Linked DNA regions of Zea mays: region 2 is linked to region 1. A link is a contact called in public Hi-C data. All regions are on one chromosome and are shown on one strand. The core of a region is the stretch at or near the end of the contact, and the rest is flanking DNA. Distances in the headings are between cores, read along the strand shown.

Region 1 (7,941 bases), core at 2,205-4,704:
CAAAAGGTGGACTGTCAGGTGTTAGGATTCAGACTTAGAATAATATTTGTCTGAATTTGTGTGTTTATTCAGTTTTGGGTCCTTGTGGTAATTAATCCCAGAAGAATTAGGGTAAGAATGCTATAGCAAAGTAAAAGACCATGTAAAGGAGAGCAAGTCTCATGCAAAGTGTTGGCTTGCTACTTTGTAGAATTTGGAGAAAAAGGAGTGACAAAACTCTCTGTCAGACCTAGTAATGTGTTGTTTCAGATTGGGAAAATGGAATTTCCGTGTGTTTGCTCAACTTTAATGCACCCTAACGCTTGGTATGTATGGTTATAAGCTAAAGACCTTACAGAAGAGATTTGTAGCTGTGTTGGGTGAAAAAGTTTCTTACAGAGAAATAAGTTTGGAGCTGTATAAAATTTAGAATAAAATGTGCCTAAGTTTCTTCTGTCAGTCTGTGTGAGATGTCTGTTTCAGAAAACTGAAAACAAGTTTAGTGGAAGGTGGCTGAATTTTGGTCACCTTAACTTGTAGTACATGCAGTTTGGATCCTTGCTTAAGGCATAAATGAAGCACTTGGTTGGTTATAGAGGCAAGGTTTTCTAGTTTGGTTGGTGAATTGTGTTGTGATATTAGAGTATTTAGCTCTCTTAAGGTTTTGTTAGTTTTTGTGTGCACCTTTAGAGAGGTATAAGTGTTGTGATGTTTTTTAGTATTTTCTTTTCAAGTTGCATAAGCATAAACATCCATGATCATGTCGTTTCATATAGAACTCCTACCAGAAGGAGTGAAGATTCAACCTGAAGTGGTGACTGAAGAGGAATCTACTCCAGTGGCTGCTGATCAAGTGGAGGAGCCATCTAACTGGGTTTAATAGAGGGATCTAGAACCTCTTCAATGCAACAAAGGCAAGCCCCGGTGCATGCAACCCCTTCCTTGTGTTTTTAAATTATTTTTATACACTTTAAGTCTAGTGAATGTGCATTAGGTTTATAGGAGTTGCTTGGAAACCCTTTGATGCATTGCCTTCCTTGATATCCATACCTTTATAGATACTTCTGATGAAGTATCAAAATATGATTTACAAAAATGCTTAGCCCTGCTCAGATCTTGTGGATAGAGGTTGTCTTTTGCATTAAGGCCTAGCTCAGGGGTTATCCTGGGAAAGATGGCTTTTACCTGCAAGAATATTTTCATTGAGAGCGTGGTGGAATCTTACTGTAAAGTTCTCTTTGATGCTCTTTTCATCCTAAGGAATATAAACAATCCTAAGGGTGGAAGTACTTAAATCGGGACTTGGGCTAGGAACAGGTGATGTTCTACCCAGGTTGATTAAGGATTGAATGCGTATGTAGGCTTGCTGATCAAGGACTATCTTAACTAGCCACATGCCCTGGATATGGGACAGGGTAAGCTTTGCCTTGGGCAGACTAATACCAGAATAAGATAACACGCAATGGGAGTGGAGAGATGGCGAGAGTAGCGTGTCCCCTCCGTGGCAAGAGGCTGGACGGTGGTGTATCTGTGCTCTCGGTTGGCGTGAACTTGATCTGGTCTTAAGAACCCCAGTGGCGAGTTGACATATGCAAGGGTTAAGTGCTACATATGTCGTGTGGTTAGAGATCCTCAGCTGAGTAAATCGATTCGGATCGTCGTTATATCCCCGGACAGTGGAGACTTGGTCACTGCCCTACAACCTAAGTCAGGATGTGAACCTCATGAATAAAAATGATGTTGTATTGATGAGATGGTGAAATTAGACCAGATGCAAACAGAGTCTATTAATATTTAATCTGGCGTTAAAATATTGAACGTAAGGACTCACTTTAGTAAGCTATTTCTGCAAAAGTATCTAATTTGATTCTTGCTAAAACTTTTCCTTGATTCCCAAATCCAGCATACCCTTGAAAGTCTTTTCTTTAGTCAGGTAAGTCTTGCTGAGTAATTCCGTACTCAGAGTTTTATTCCCTATTGTTTTTCAGGTCATAGTTTTGTGCTGATGATGATGGTGTTAAGTGCCGGTGGGCTCGGCCTTCTTATAAGTTTAAGTAACTCTTCTATACTTTTTATTGAGGATGGTCACTTGAGCTAGCATATATTTCAAACTTATACTTTTGTAATCACTCCGATGAATATAATGAAAAATTTTTGTAACCTGTAAAATTTGGTAATAAGATTTTCGCTGCAAAAATGTTGATGTGTGTGATTTGTGTTTACTTAATCACGTGGTTCTGGTTGTAAGTGGTTTATCTGGTGTCCTTGGGGCAATCGGACGGATCCTGTTAAGTTAGCTGGTGCACAGACATAGCAGTCTGAGGTCTTTGAGACAAGGACAGGTGCATGTGGGCCCAATAACTTAGGAGGTTCTGCCACACGTTCGATCACAATCAATGGCTCAGATCAATCCTCTCAACGGGTATGCCAGGGATCTGATCGCCGCCGTACACCCCCACATCCCATGGCACACACGGTTTTCCCCCAACCCTTTCTTCTTCCCTGGGCACCACGGATTGAACACGGCGGCCAGGGAACCCACCATGGCGGACACCATGGCAGAGCACGTGTCACGACGCAAGCTCGACTCCCCGATTCAAAAGAGCGACATGCAGAGGAGAATGCTACGAATAACATGGATAGGTTGATCACCTGCAATCGGCTGCAGAGGAGCCCGCCCACGGTGCGAGCGGAACCCACGGTGGAGCACCAACTCCGGCGTGAAATCGCGGGTTCCCCGATCGGCAATCCCATCTAGCGAAGCACCTTGTGCCATCCATGCCTCTAATCAAAGCTCCCAGACCCACTGGTGGAATCCCGAGCGGTAGCGTGGGCGAGTTCCACGGCGGTGGAACCACAACATCGGCGCAAAGGCGACCGACCACCACAGTGCCCAAAACGTCGATTAAACCGAGCTACGCATAGAGGAGACAATAGCGAACGTGGGGGATGAGGACTCACCAGAGAAGGAGTCTGCGGAGAGGCTGACCACGGAGGACAGTGGGTTCGCGGTCTCCCGTGAAGAAATCCCAAGCCTCGGGCGCCGGTTCAACGCGGCGAGGCCACAATAACTTCTCCACGCACAGGTGGAGCTTCACGGCACGGCACTGGGGCAGCGACAACGACGAGCCCACCGGCGATGGCATAGCTCGGTTCTTTCTCTCTCTCTTCGTTCTCACCATGGAAATGGCGGCGCCACTAGCTTAACCCACGCCCCTTGTTGACCGCGACCCGCGGATGGCTAGGGAAGAGGAGGTATAGGGGGGTTTGGCCCGCTTTTGTAGCCGGTCGAGGGGAGTCCATGGGCGCAGGGGTATCGGGCGGCGTAACAACATGCCCGAGATGCCCGGCGAGGAAGAGAAACTGGGGAAAGGGTGGGTCCCATGCGCCAGAGAGGAATGGATCAGCTGGCGCGCGCGCGACTACGCGTGTAGTGACTGGTACACAGGCCCCATGCATCAGAGTACGTGAGCGTTGGTCGTGTGTGCGTGGCTGAGACGGGCAGGTGGGGCCCGCGCGACGGCGCCTTGCAGCGCGATTCAAAGCTGGGCTGCGCGGAGAAAGGAATTAGTTGGGCCGCGCGGGAGGTAAGGTGGGCCGGCAGGTGAATCTTGGCCCAAAGTAGGTGAGTTCTTTCCTTTTTTCCAGTTTTATTTTATTTTCAAATTTCGAATTTAGAATTCAAATTTCAAATCTGCAACAATCCAAAAATTACTAATCATAACAAAAATCTATTATCACTTTATTTTTTTTATCCTTACTTAAGTTAATGATTTTAGGTATGCCACTCATACATACAAAATAGGCATTTAACAACATAATTCCTAGTTGGATAGAATCTCATAGAAAGAAATTTTTAAATACATATTTGAACAAGGTAATAATTTAGTTTTACATATAGACTCTTTTTCTTAACCTTTATTAGGTAACATACTTTATTTTATTGTTCCAAGTCTAAATTTTAAATTTTTGCTTCCCAAACTTGGACCTAAGCTTTGAGTTACCATACTATTATTATTTATTTTTTTGAGAGATTTATTTTATGAAGGAAAGGAATTCATTATTGGCAGATATTTTATTATTACAATTTTTCTCTTACCAATTTTTTGGGCTTTACAGCAGGTGTGGGCACGATGGCTGGAGGCCGGGCCCAATGGCAGGGGCGTGGTACGGGGATGGTCCTAGGCCGTCGGATCTCGGATGGACGGTTAGGATTAGATACAATTTATTTAAATAGGAACTGCCCAATCAGAGATCGAATGGCTGGCCTCGATGTCGCCTGTGTCCGCGGCAGGGAGTTCGCCGGAGACGAGGAGCGCGGACGCTCTGGGGATCCTAGGGAGACGAGGATGGCTCGGTGAAAGTCACCAAAAGGGGGTGAATAGGCAAAACCTGAAAATTATAAACTTTGAACACACACTTTACCCGGGGTTAGGATTAGAAATAAATAATAATGAGTTAGGAGTGTGGAAGATAGTTCCTCACACGGGTCACTAAGACCCCCCAAGGATCACCACATAATTAGATATCTCTTGTTTGCTTTACAATGCGCTTGGAAAGATTAGAGCGAGAAGAAGAAAGCAACCAAGCAACAATAGCAACAAAAGAAACACAAATCACTCTCTCTCTCAAGTCTCTAAGCACTTGATTTGATTTTGGAGCTTGGAGAGGATTTGATGCCATGATTGTGTCTTTGGAGTCTATTCTTTTGCTCTAGTGTTGAATGAGGAAGTTGGAATGCTTGGATGGCTTGAATGGTGGTGGTTGGGGTATTTATAGCCCCAACCACTATTCCAGTCGTTGCTGTCGATGGGCACACCGGATAGTCTGGTGGTCCACCAGACACAACATTGTTCACTGTCCAGTGCGTGCTACGCCAGCCGACCGTTGGGGTTTGGAGCTGTTGACCGTTGAAGTCTTCTGTCTTCTTGCGACACCGGACAGTCTGGTGCGATCTGACATCGCAGACTGTATTCTGACTTCTGACGGACTGTTCCGCAGTCGACCGTTGGCGAAGTTGATCGTTGTTCCGTTGGCTCACCGGACAGTCCGGTGGTGCACAGTTCGATGAATTTTAGTGGAATGGCTCTGAGAAAACTCGAGAGCGGCCAGTTCGTGGAGGTCTTCAGCCTGGGGTGCACACCGGACAGTGTTCGGTGCGTCACAGGCTGCACTAAATCTTGTATGCTCCAAACTTTGCAGAATTCCCTCAAGTCTTTTTCGTTGTATGTTAATGTGAACTTTATGCACCTGAAAAAAACATTCACTAGGCAAACTAGTTAGTCCATATGGTTTGTGATGGACCTCAAACACCAAAATTGATTATAGGAAATGTTGAGGCCATTTCCCTTTCAATCTCCCCCTTTTTGGTGATTGATGCCAACACAAACCAAAGCAAATATAAAGTGTAGAAATGTAACTAATTTGTAATTTGACAGATGTGCATAAGTTACTTTGAAATGAATGCAGTTTTTAGACATATATGGTTGCTTTGATCGAGTTTAACATTTTGGACCACATTTGCACCACTTAGCTTGTTTTGCAAATCCTTTGGAAAATCCCTTCAAATTCTTTTGCAAATAGCCAATGGTATTAGAATATGATTGCAAAACGCATTTTCAAGTTTTTGAAAATTCTCCCCCTGTTTCAAATGTTTTTCTTTCGGCTCAATAAAAGCCCCCCCTAAAGAAGTTCTCCCCTTAGCTGTCAAGAGGGTTTTTTGCAATTTGAATAATCTCTCCCAAAAAAGTTTTTTTAGAAAACAGGGTGGTGGTGCGGTCCTTTTCCTTTGGGCCTACTATTCTCTCCCCCTTTGGCATTAAGCGCCATAAATAAAGAGAACTAGGGGCCTATTATTCTCTCCCCCTTTTTAGAAAAGGATATGAATGAAAGTTCATGTGTAGGGCAAAGGATAAATGATACTGACAGAGTCGTAGTGGAAGCCTTGCCTTTGTTGAATACTCTATTTCCCTTTCAATCTAGGACTAATCATAGAAATACTCATGGAAGCACATTAGTCTTAGCGGTGGCACAAGAAGAATAAGAAATATGCATTTGTACCATAATGAAAGAGACATGATCAAAGGTATATAAATGAGCAATGTGTGCAAGATTTCAATCAAAGTTCCAAGAATCGAGGATATTGAGTTCATTCCTAAGCTTGCTAAAAGTCTTTTCATCTAGGGGCTTGGTAAAGATATTGGCTAATTGGTTGTGGGTGCTAACATAAACAATTTTGATATCCCACTTTTGTTGGTGATCTCTCAAAAAGTGATACCGGATGTTTATGTGCTTAGTGCGGCTGTGTTAAACGGGATTATCCGCCATGCGGATTGCACTCTCATTATCACATAGGAGAGGGACTTTGCTCAAATTGTAGCCATAGTCCCTAAGAGCATCTCCAGGTGTTCCCGATAGAATAGATCCTTAAATAACTGTTTAGAAAGTTGATAAATATGGTATGGGAGTAAAAAACCATTTATCTCCAACAGTTCCGTATATGTAGGCACTTAAAATCAATTTTTCAAATCCATGGTGAACCGTGGACCCAAGGCTTTCTGTTACAAACTCGTTGCCCTCCCTCCAGATGCGTCTTTCCCCTATTCCTTTGATGCATCGCTGCATATACAAGCGTCCATTGCTGCTACGCCGCCAAGAAACAAAATCATCTTCTCTTCCTGTGTCTGCTAGTCGCCTGGGAGAGACTTCAAAGCGCAGCACCTGCCAGTGCCATCACCGCTAGTTGCAAGGAACCGTCAGGGCCGGATCAAAACAAAAATCTTGGTATGTGAATTATCATATGAATTGGTACGTGCAATCGTAATGTTAATTGAAGTTGTTGTGTATGTAACATCTGCAATTTTAATTTATGTGAATATATATTCATAGTATATGTGATTGCAAAATCAGGTGATGGGTGAAAATAGATTGTTGTCATTACGAGATTTGGATGAATCATCATCAGATGATGATGATCATGTCATACTTTGTGCCGCGCAAATCATTCAAAGTTATTCTCAAGTGCGTAGACAGCCAGGAGGCTCTGTTCCTGGTCGTGCATACATATATCGGGATAGAGAAGCGGGGCACGCGAGAATGTACCAAGATTACCTTGCTGAAAATCCAACTTATGGCCCAAATTTGTTTTGACGGAGGTAAGAATCTAGTTGTCATTTGTCTCGATTAAATGTGTCATGTTTAATATTTTGGGTGCATCTTATTATTGGTGCAGGTTTAGGATGAATCGACCACTATTTCTTCGCATACTGAATGTTGTGGAACAACATGATGATTACTTCGAGCAGAAGAGAAATGCAGCTCATCAACATGGACTAAGTTGTTTTCAAAAGGTTACTGCAGTTTTCCGTATGCTAACTTATGGAGTAGCAGCTGATGCTACAGATGAATATGTACGCATTGGAGAAAGTACTACACTGGAAAGTCTATGAAGGTTTGTTAAAGCTATAATAGAAGTTTTTGGAGATGAGTACTTGAGGTCACCCAATGAAAAAGATATTGAACGGTTACTTGCACTTGGTAATGAAAGAGGTTTTCCTGGTATGTTGGGTTCATTAGATTGCATGCATTGGAGGTGGAAGAACTGTCCGTCTTCGTTGCAAGGTCAATTTTCCGGGCATCATCATACACCAACAATAATTTTAGAAGCAGTCGCTTCACAAGATTTATGGATTTGGCATGCTTTTTTTGGTTTGCCTGGATCTCTAAATGATATCAATGTTCTTCATCGGTCTCCACTTTTCGCAAAGCTAACAAATGGAGAAGGGCCAAAAGTGAACTACAAAATAAATAATCATGAGTATACAATGGGATATTACCTTGCAGATGGCAGTTACCCTTCTTGGGCTACTTTACTTAAGACCATACCTGAACCACGAGGTAATAAGAGGACTTACTTTGCCAAAGCACAAGAAGCGGCACGGAAGGATGTTGAACGAGCTTTTG
Region 2 (7,489 bases), core at 214-2,713, 53 kb after region 1:
TAAACCCTGCGCCAGGCCCACGCCGAGTTGGCCGGGGGCGTCTGGGCTCGGTCCAAGCGCGGCAAGACGGAAACAACACGTGCCCGAGCCCGACCGCGGTCCATGGCTCGGCAAATCCGCGCACGCCCGTCCTCGACGCGAGCGCACGCCGGTTTCGGATTTCAAAGCGAGGGAGAGAGAGAGAAGTGGAACGGGCAGACCGACGCGAATATACACGGCGGGCCCCCGAGCTGTCGCGTGGGGGCGGGGGCGCGGGGCACGGTACCATCGAGTGAGTGCTGTCTCGACCTCCCGTGGTCGTGCAGGGCGGGCGCGCGGTTATGGATATTTTGCGCCAAGGCCCTCCATGCTTACGCCTAATTCGTTTATGTGCGGTGCGTGACTCCCGGGCCGTTTGCTGCTACGGCGAGTATCTGTTGGTAATACCATCAATAAAAATTATACTATTTGGGTTATCCATATACGCTTGCACGTATTAAATCTGTTCTATATCTAAACTCGTGCGAGTAATTTTAATAACCTATACCCACTAAAAAGATCTTATATTCTAATATTTCTATTTCTTAAAATGTCAAATAGACACACAAATATAAGCTAATCTTAAAATATAGCAAACATGTGATTATATAACTTAAGGGCTAGTTTGGGAATCCAAAAACCGGAGGGGATTGAAGGGACTAAAATCTCCTTTTTATTTAAAATTGAATAAAGAGGAGATTTTAGCCCCTTCAATCCCCTCCGGTTTTGAGGTTCCCAAACTGGCAGTAATAGTTAAACAAATAATATCCGGAGAAGGATTTTCTTTTAGCTAAGATGTGCTCTATTATTGATAATAATAGTATGATGTGAGTATATTTTACCCACTGGTACACCACCAATTCTCATACATGTCTACCCAACGGGTAGAGATTTTTACCCACTAACATACATGCAAGTAGAGAAACCATCATATTACTAGCTACAAATCAGAGATTTTCGGGTTTCGGGCCCATTGCCATATTTAACGACGAAGCAGTTGGTCGAACTCGTTGTAAATTGACACTAACAAGAGAAGCAAGTAGATAGCGTGCTCGGAAGTTGATTGTAAGTAGTACATTAAACTATTCAATATGGGTAGTACAAAGAATGTGCATTATAATTAATGACTCTTATCTCTTGTTACATGAGATTATGTCCAAAACGCCAAGAATTTTAGAAGAATTTTAGAACGGGAGGGAGTATACCATGCAACAAATGGCGACGAAGCCCACCCCACGTCAAAAGCTACAGAAAACGACAATGCAGATTGAGCTGGCACGGAACCCTAGGCAGACGACCGGTCCTTCCACCAAAATCCTACCAAGGCCGAGGGCCTCCGCTGAAAAGCGCCGACCGGTGAGGGGCTTTTGCGCTCCCAAAACCAAAACCCCGCCCTCACTCCACTTCGTCCCCGTCGATCGAGCACTCCACGCCCCTCTAGTACCCTCCTCTGCACCTCCCTCTCTCTCTCCTCTCTACTGCCTTTGTTTTTGCTCGCAAGAAAAACCCGAAAAAGACCTTGCGCAAATCCGTCGTCCTGTCCACCGACGAAGCTTCTGAGTCCTCCTCGCCGCGCGCCTCTACGCGTGATATCGGTAAGCAGCCCAAAGATCCCTGTGTTTTTGCCCTCAGGCTTTTTCGTCCCGCGTGGTTGGTTCCATTCTACTGGTCTCTTCGAGCCTGTGAGGGGAAATGGTAATGCCGGTGGTCGCGACCGCGGTTCCTTGGTCCGACCCTGTTCCCCGAGTAGCTGCAGGAATTTGCGTTTGCTCGGCCGGCATAGCGCGGCGTGGTTCAAGGGGTTAGGCCTTTAACCTTTACCCCACAGGCGTGGTGGTTTCTCTGTTGTCTTGAGCTCTTTAGGGTGGTAATGGCGTGGGATCTGTTTTTTTTTGCTTCTTAGGTCATCGTTGATATGAGGGCGGTAGTGGGAAAAAGCTGAAAAAAAGAAGGCTAGCGAGTTTGAAAAAGGTAAAGCTATGTAATTATTGGTGCCCATCTGTACCTCTTTGCTTCTTGCAACGCTGAGGAAGATGCTGGCTCTTTGCTCGCTGGTGTTTTTAGATCTGTATTTGTTTTAACTTTCATGTGCGCTGAGTTCCGTTTACTCTTCCCTTCAAAATTAAAAGAAAAAATATACTTATTTAGAAATACTTCGGCTTCTCACTGCAGTAGCTGTCGAGTCTAGTTTATCTTTTACGATGGACCAAACTCCTCCTCCTTGGTTTGGTGCGCAGCTACTAAAGATGGCTACTTTTCAGGGTTTCTTTCTTTATTCTTTTTCTTTTTCGGTAATGCTTCGCTTAGTCACTATCCGTCTGTTGCGATGTTTTCTAAATATCTGAAGTCAGATGGCTGCAGTTCTCAGGCGGGATTTAGACTGAGTGAAATGCAGACCTGGTTTGTTCATTCCAGCTTCATATACTTGCTGCAGGTCTTTTCCCCTGAATGGTGATGTGGAGGTCATTCTCTTCAATTCAAATGGTCCCCCCCCGCAGAGCAAGATGAGGAAATGTTCAAAATACTCTTAAGCCGTGTAGCACGACAAGTTTGTTGCAGAGGTAGTAGTTTCATCTTAATTCATATTATTGTTCATTAATGTTCTTTCCTTGTAGCAACTATCTAAAGCTAGCTGTTTACTTTTCTTAGGACAAGCGACGACTGGGTTTTCTTGGCACTTTGTCAAGTCCGTGAGTAGAAGTTTGGTGTAAGCTTGTCTTCGAACAAGATGATGCAGAGGCCACCGCTCCGTCCGGAGGAGTACTCCTTGAAGGAAACCACACCTCACCTTGGTGGTGCAGCTGCTGGTGACAAGCTCACAACCACATATGACCTGGTTGAGCAGATGCAGTACCTTTATGTAAGAGTGGTAAAAGCAAAGGAACTTCCGAACAAGGACATCACTGGGAGTTGTGATCCTTATGTTGAGGTGAAACTAGGAAATTATAAGGGCCAAACTGGGCATTTCGAGAAGAAGAACAACCCGGAGTGGAATCAGGTCTTTGCCTTTGCAAAGGAGCGCATCCAGTCATCAGTTGTGGAGATTCTGGTCAAGGACAAGGATCTTGTCAAGGATGACTTCATTGGACGTGTTATATTTGATTTGAATGAGGTCCCAAAGAGAGTGCCACCTGATAGCCCATTGGCTCCACAATGGTATCGGTTGGAAGACCGCAATGGGCACAAGGTGAAGGGGGAGTTGATGCTGGCTGTTTGGATGGGTACTCAAGCTGATGAAGCGTTCCCTGAAGCATGGCATTCTGATGCAGCCTCCGTCCCTGGTGATGGCCTTGCAAGCATTAGGTCGAAAGTGTATCTAACTCCAAAGCTTTGGTATCTCCGTGTAAATGTCATTGAAGCCCAGGATCTTATACCAAATGACAAGACTAGGTTCCCTGAAGTTTATGTCAAAGCAATGCTAGGCAACCAAGTCCAAAGAACCAGGGCATTGGCAAGCCGGACTTTGAATCCATTGTGGAATGAGGACTTGATGTTTGTTGCAGCTGAGCCATTTGAAGAGCACCTAGTTTTGAGTGTAGAGGACAGGGTGGCCCCAGGAAAGGATGAAGTAATTGGAAGGACAATCATTGCACTGCAGCATGTACCCCGGAGGCTGGATCACAGGTTGCTAACCAGCCAGTGGTATAACCTTGAGAAGCATGTGATTATTGATGGTGAGCAGAAGAAAGAGACCAAGTTTTCAAGCCGGATCCACTTGAGAATATGTCTTGAAGGTGGATATCATGTCTTGGATGAGTCAACACATTACAGTAGTGATTTAAGGCCAACTGCAAAGCCCCTGTGGAAACCTAGCATTGGCATTCTTGAACTGGGTATATTGACAGCACAGGGCCTGTTGCCAATGAAGACCAAGGATGGGCGTGGCACAACTGATGCATATTGTGTTGCAAAGTACGGACAAAAATGGGTGCGTACCAGGACTATAATCGACAGTTTCACTCCCAAATGGAATGAACAGTACACCTGGGAGGTGTATGATCCATGCACTGTGGTCACAATTGGTGTATTCGACAATTGCCACCTGAATGGCGGGGAAAAGGCCAATGGTGCGAGGGACACCAGAATTGGGAAGGTCCGCATCCGCCTCTCGACACTCGAAACTGATCGGGTGTATACCCACTCATACCCTCTTATTGTTCTGACACCTGGTGGTGTTAAGAAGATGGGTGAGGTGCAGCTCGCTGTCCGTTTCACGTGTTCATCACTGCTGAACATGATGCATCTGTACTCACAGCCCTTGCTGCCCAAGATGCACTATGTGCACCCGCTGTCTGTGATACAGGTGGACAACCTGAGGCGCCAAGCCACAAGCATTGTCTCCACAAGGCTGGGCCGTGCAGAGCCACCGCTGCGGAAGGAAATCGTGGAATACATGCTTGACGTGGACTCGCACATGTGGAGCATGAGAAAGAGCAAGGCAAATTTCTTCCGTATCACGGGTGTCCTGAGCCCCCTGTTTGCCGTGGCGAGGTGGTTCGATCAGATCTGTCACTGGAAGAACCCGCTGACCACCGTACTGATCCATGTACTCTTTATGATACTGGTTCTATACCCAGAGCTGATACTGCCCACAATCTTCCTCTACCTGTTCCTGATCGGGGTGTGGTACTACAGGTGGCGGCCGAGGCAGCCACCGCACATGGACACCCGCCTCTCCCACGCAGAGACCGCCCACCCGGACGAGCTTGACGAGGAGTTCGACACCTTCCCCACCTCCCGCCCACCGGACTTGGTGCGGATGCGGTATGACAAGCTGCGCAGCGTCGCCGGGAGGATCCAGACCGTGGTCGGCGACCTTGCCACGCAAGGCGAGCGGCTGCAGTCGCTGCTGAGCTGGAGGGACCCAAGGGCGACCGCGCTGTTCGTGGTCTTCTGCTTCGTCGCCGCCATCGTCCTGTATGTCACTCCGTTCCGCGTCGTGGTCTTCCTCGCAGGCCTGTACGTGCTGAGGCACCCCAGGTTCCGCCACAAGATGCCATCTGTCCCGCTCAACTTCTTCAGGCGTCTGCCGGCGAGGACCGACAGCATGCTGTAGGCGCGGCAGGTGCATGGCCCCATCGCTGGCGGGTGGTTTCGCCTCTCAGTTGCAGCTCACAGATGGTTGTTGCTCTCTCTTAAGTAAGTGTATCAAAAAAAAAAAGGGGCTGCTAGCTATCTTCGTTTACTTTTTGAGCTTCTCTGTGTTGCATGGTTGGTTATGTATTCATATGGTTGTGAACCTTTCCTGTAACAACTGGACGCATGATGCGTGACTGTGTCTAGGTATGCATGCATGTGTGTGATGCTTGAAAACTCCGAGCTTTAGTGTTTATTGCTTTACCTACTTGTTCAGCGGCAGTGCTGTCAGCTAACAAGGCTCTCTACTGCTGCATGTGCATCGTGTTTGGTTTGCAGCTCAATTTACCGACTTGCCAGTTGTAATTGGGAAATACTGATCTGAATTTTGCCTAGCCGAGAGCCCGAGAGTTCTCTTCTACGCAGACTGGAACTATTTGGGTGCCAATCTGAGCAGAGGCGAGCTGTTGTACTTGTGAACTTAATAGTGATGTCATGGTTGAATTTCCTTCCAAACGGAGCTGATGCTTGTCTTCAAAACGCTCATGGTTAGGGATGTAATAAATGGCACGGATATTATCTATTTGTATTTATATCCGTTCATATTTGAATTCGGTGTTAGAGGGCTGAGATCATCCGTATATGAGTTTGATTATTTAGTATCTGATTTGTATTTATAGACTTACGGATATTTAAGATGTTGATATTCATTCAAATCTTATATAAAAGTAATTATGGAACAAGTAATATCTGTCACTATCGGATCTGATTACGCTCCTACTCATGGAAATGGAAGGAAGGCCCTGCTGGATTGCGTGGCAGTCTAGCAGAGCATGGCCCAACTGGTTGTCTGGGAAAGAAATGGGTCCAAGTGGTCCAACTTTATTGCTCTTCGTGAGATGCCTTCTATGGGGTGTCCGTACTTTGGTTTACATGTCCTCGTTGCATTTGCACTGACAAGCATGTAATGACCTTATTTGGATCCAAGGACTAATTAGGCTGCACTTATAGGGGTGATAATAGATCACAATCCAAATGCTTCTTCACAAAATGGTAGGGTTGTAAATAAATTTTAGTTTAAAAATAAGTAGGAGTAGAGTTTGATTCTAATTCGATCCGATCCTTAAATCTTATAGTGTAAAATTTAAAACTCATTGTCACCCATAGCTGCACTGTTTGAAGAGTAAAATTTGAAAATTGAAAGTGAAGTAGAGATTGTGACAGGGAGACTGTAACACTATGAAAATCATTAAATAAAAATAATACATTTAGTTAATAATGATATTTATGGTAATTAAAAAATTCTTTTAAGTGTTTGTTATTTATTTGCCTTTGAAATGATTTTTGATTTCTCATTACGCATGATTGATTTTTGGTTATTGAATAACATTTCTTCTTAAATGAAAATCCTAGTAAATAAATAACATAATAATTATTAGTCTAAAAAATATATTTTATTTATAATTATTCTGACATTTAGGGTTACTTAAAAATATAATTCGAATTTACAAAAGGAAAACAAATAAAGAAAAAAAAGAAAAAACGAAACCCTAACGAATTTGGCCCATTTGGCCCATGAAGAAGCCGGCCGCCCCTGCTTACCACTCTCTCTCACTCGCGTGTGGGCCCCACCCGCGCCTCTCTCTTCTCCCTCCCCTTTTCCTTCCCAGTTGAAGCCGCCGCGCGTCCCTGGTGGAGTCTCAGCCGCCACCTCTTCCCTCTCTCCTCCTCTCTGCCTCTCTACTGCACGCCAGAAGCCGAGGACGCGCGACCCGTTCTGCGCCCGCGCCGTGCGTGCTCCTTCCCCGAGCGCCCGACGCGACCCAGTCGCCATCTCGAGCACCCGCTCGCCGAGCCGGTCGCCCAGTGCCTGCGCTGAGCCGGACCAGAGGCCGCCCACGACCCGGAGCCCGACCCCGCCATCCGCTAGGCCACCGCGCCGAGCCCCAGCCCGACACCCCGGCTTCCCCGCGTCTACGCAGCAGCGCCCTGCTCATCCGCCCCGACGTCCGCGCCGTTGCCATCCCGCGCCAAGCCAGGAGCGCGTCCGACCGAGCCGAGCCCCAACACCGACGCGCCATGCCCAACCGCGCCCACGTCCCGCGCGACCGTCCGTTTTCTCTCCATTCCCCATTACTCCTTCTCCCCATTGATGGACGCCATTCATGGTGCTTGAAGACGCTGTCGCACCCTCTCATCTCCCCTCGCCCTCGTCTATAAAATGGACGCTGAGCCCTTTCCCTCTCGCTGCCCAAGTTCGCTCCTCGTCCTCGCTCTCTCTCGTGTTCACGCCGCGCCACAACCACCGCGCCTGGACCACCTCGACGGAGCCCCACTCGTTGTCAAACCTCTGCCCACGCGGTGCCCAGCTCGTCACCGGACAGTCCTCATCCAT

What was found. Hi-C and Micro-C count contacts between places; a contact is called where the count stands out from the background.
Region 2: a Hi-C map of tassel shows a contact between it and region 1, with 2.3 times the contacts expected there. The contact joins the promoter of LOC100273873 here to the enhancer-like site in region 1. A contact is called at or near these places in 5 of 25 Hi-C or Micro-C datasets (leaf, leaf mesophyll and tassel).

What each region holds. Positions count from the first base shown.
Region 1 is chr9:106,159,872-106,167,812 of Zm-B73-REFERENCE-NAM-5.0, forward strand. It overlaps the pseudogene LOC109942581. Among protein-coding and RNA genes, the nearest start is that of LOC100281477, 44 kb to the right of the region's middle. Within about 2 kb of position 3,455, at least 17 of the 20 cell types and tissues checked have an H3K27ac peak or open chromatin away from gene starts, as enhancers often do. A contact at or near this core is called in leaf, leaf mesophyll and tassel, where this site is marked.
Region 2 is chr9:106,215,307-106,222,795 of Zm-B73-REFERENCE-NAM-5.0, forward strand. LOC100273873 reads left to right here and starts at 1,464. Exons shown (of 3, transcript NM_001360480.1): 1 at 1,464-1,613; 2 at 2,453-2,579; 3 at 2,668-5,331. The coding sequence starts at 2,747. The coding sequence ends at 5,074.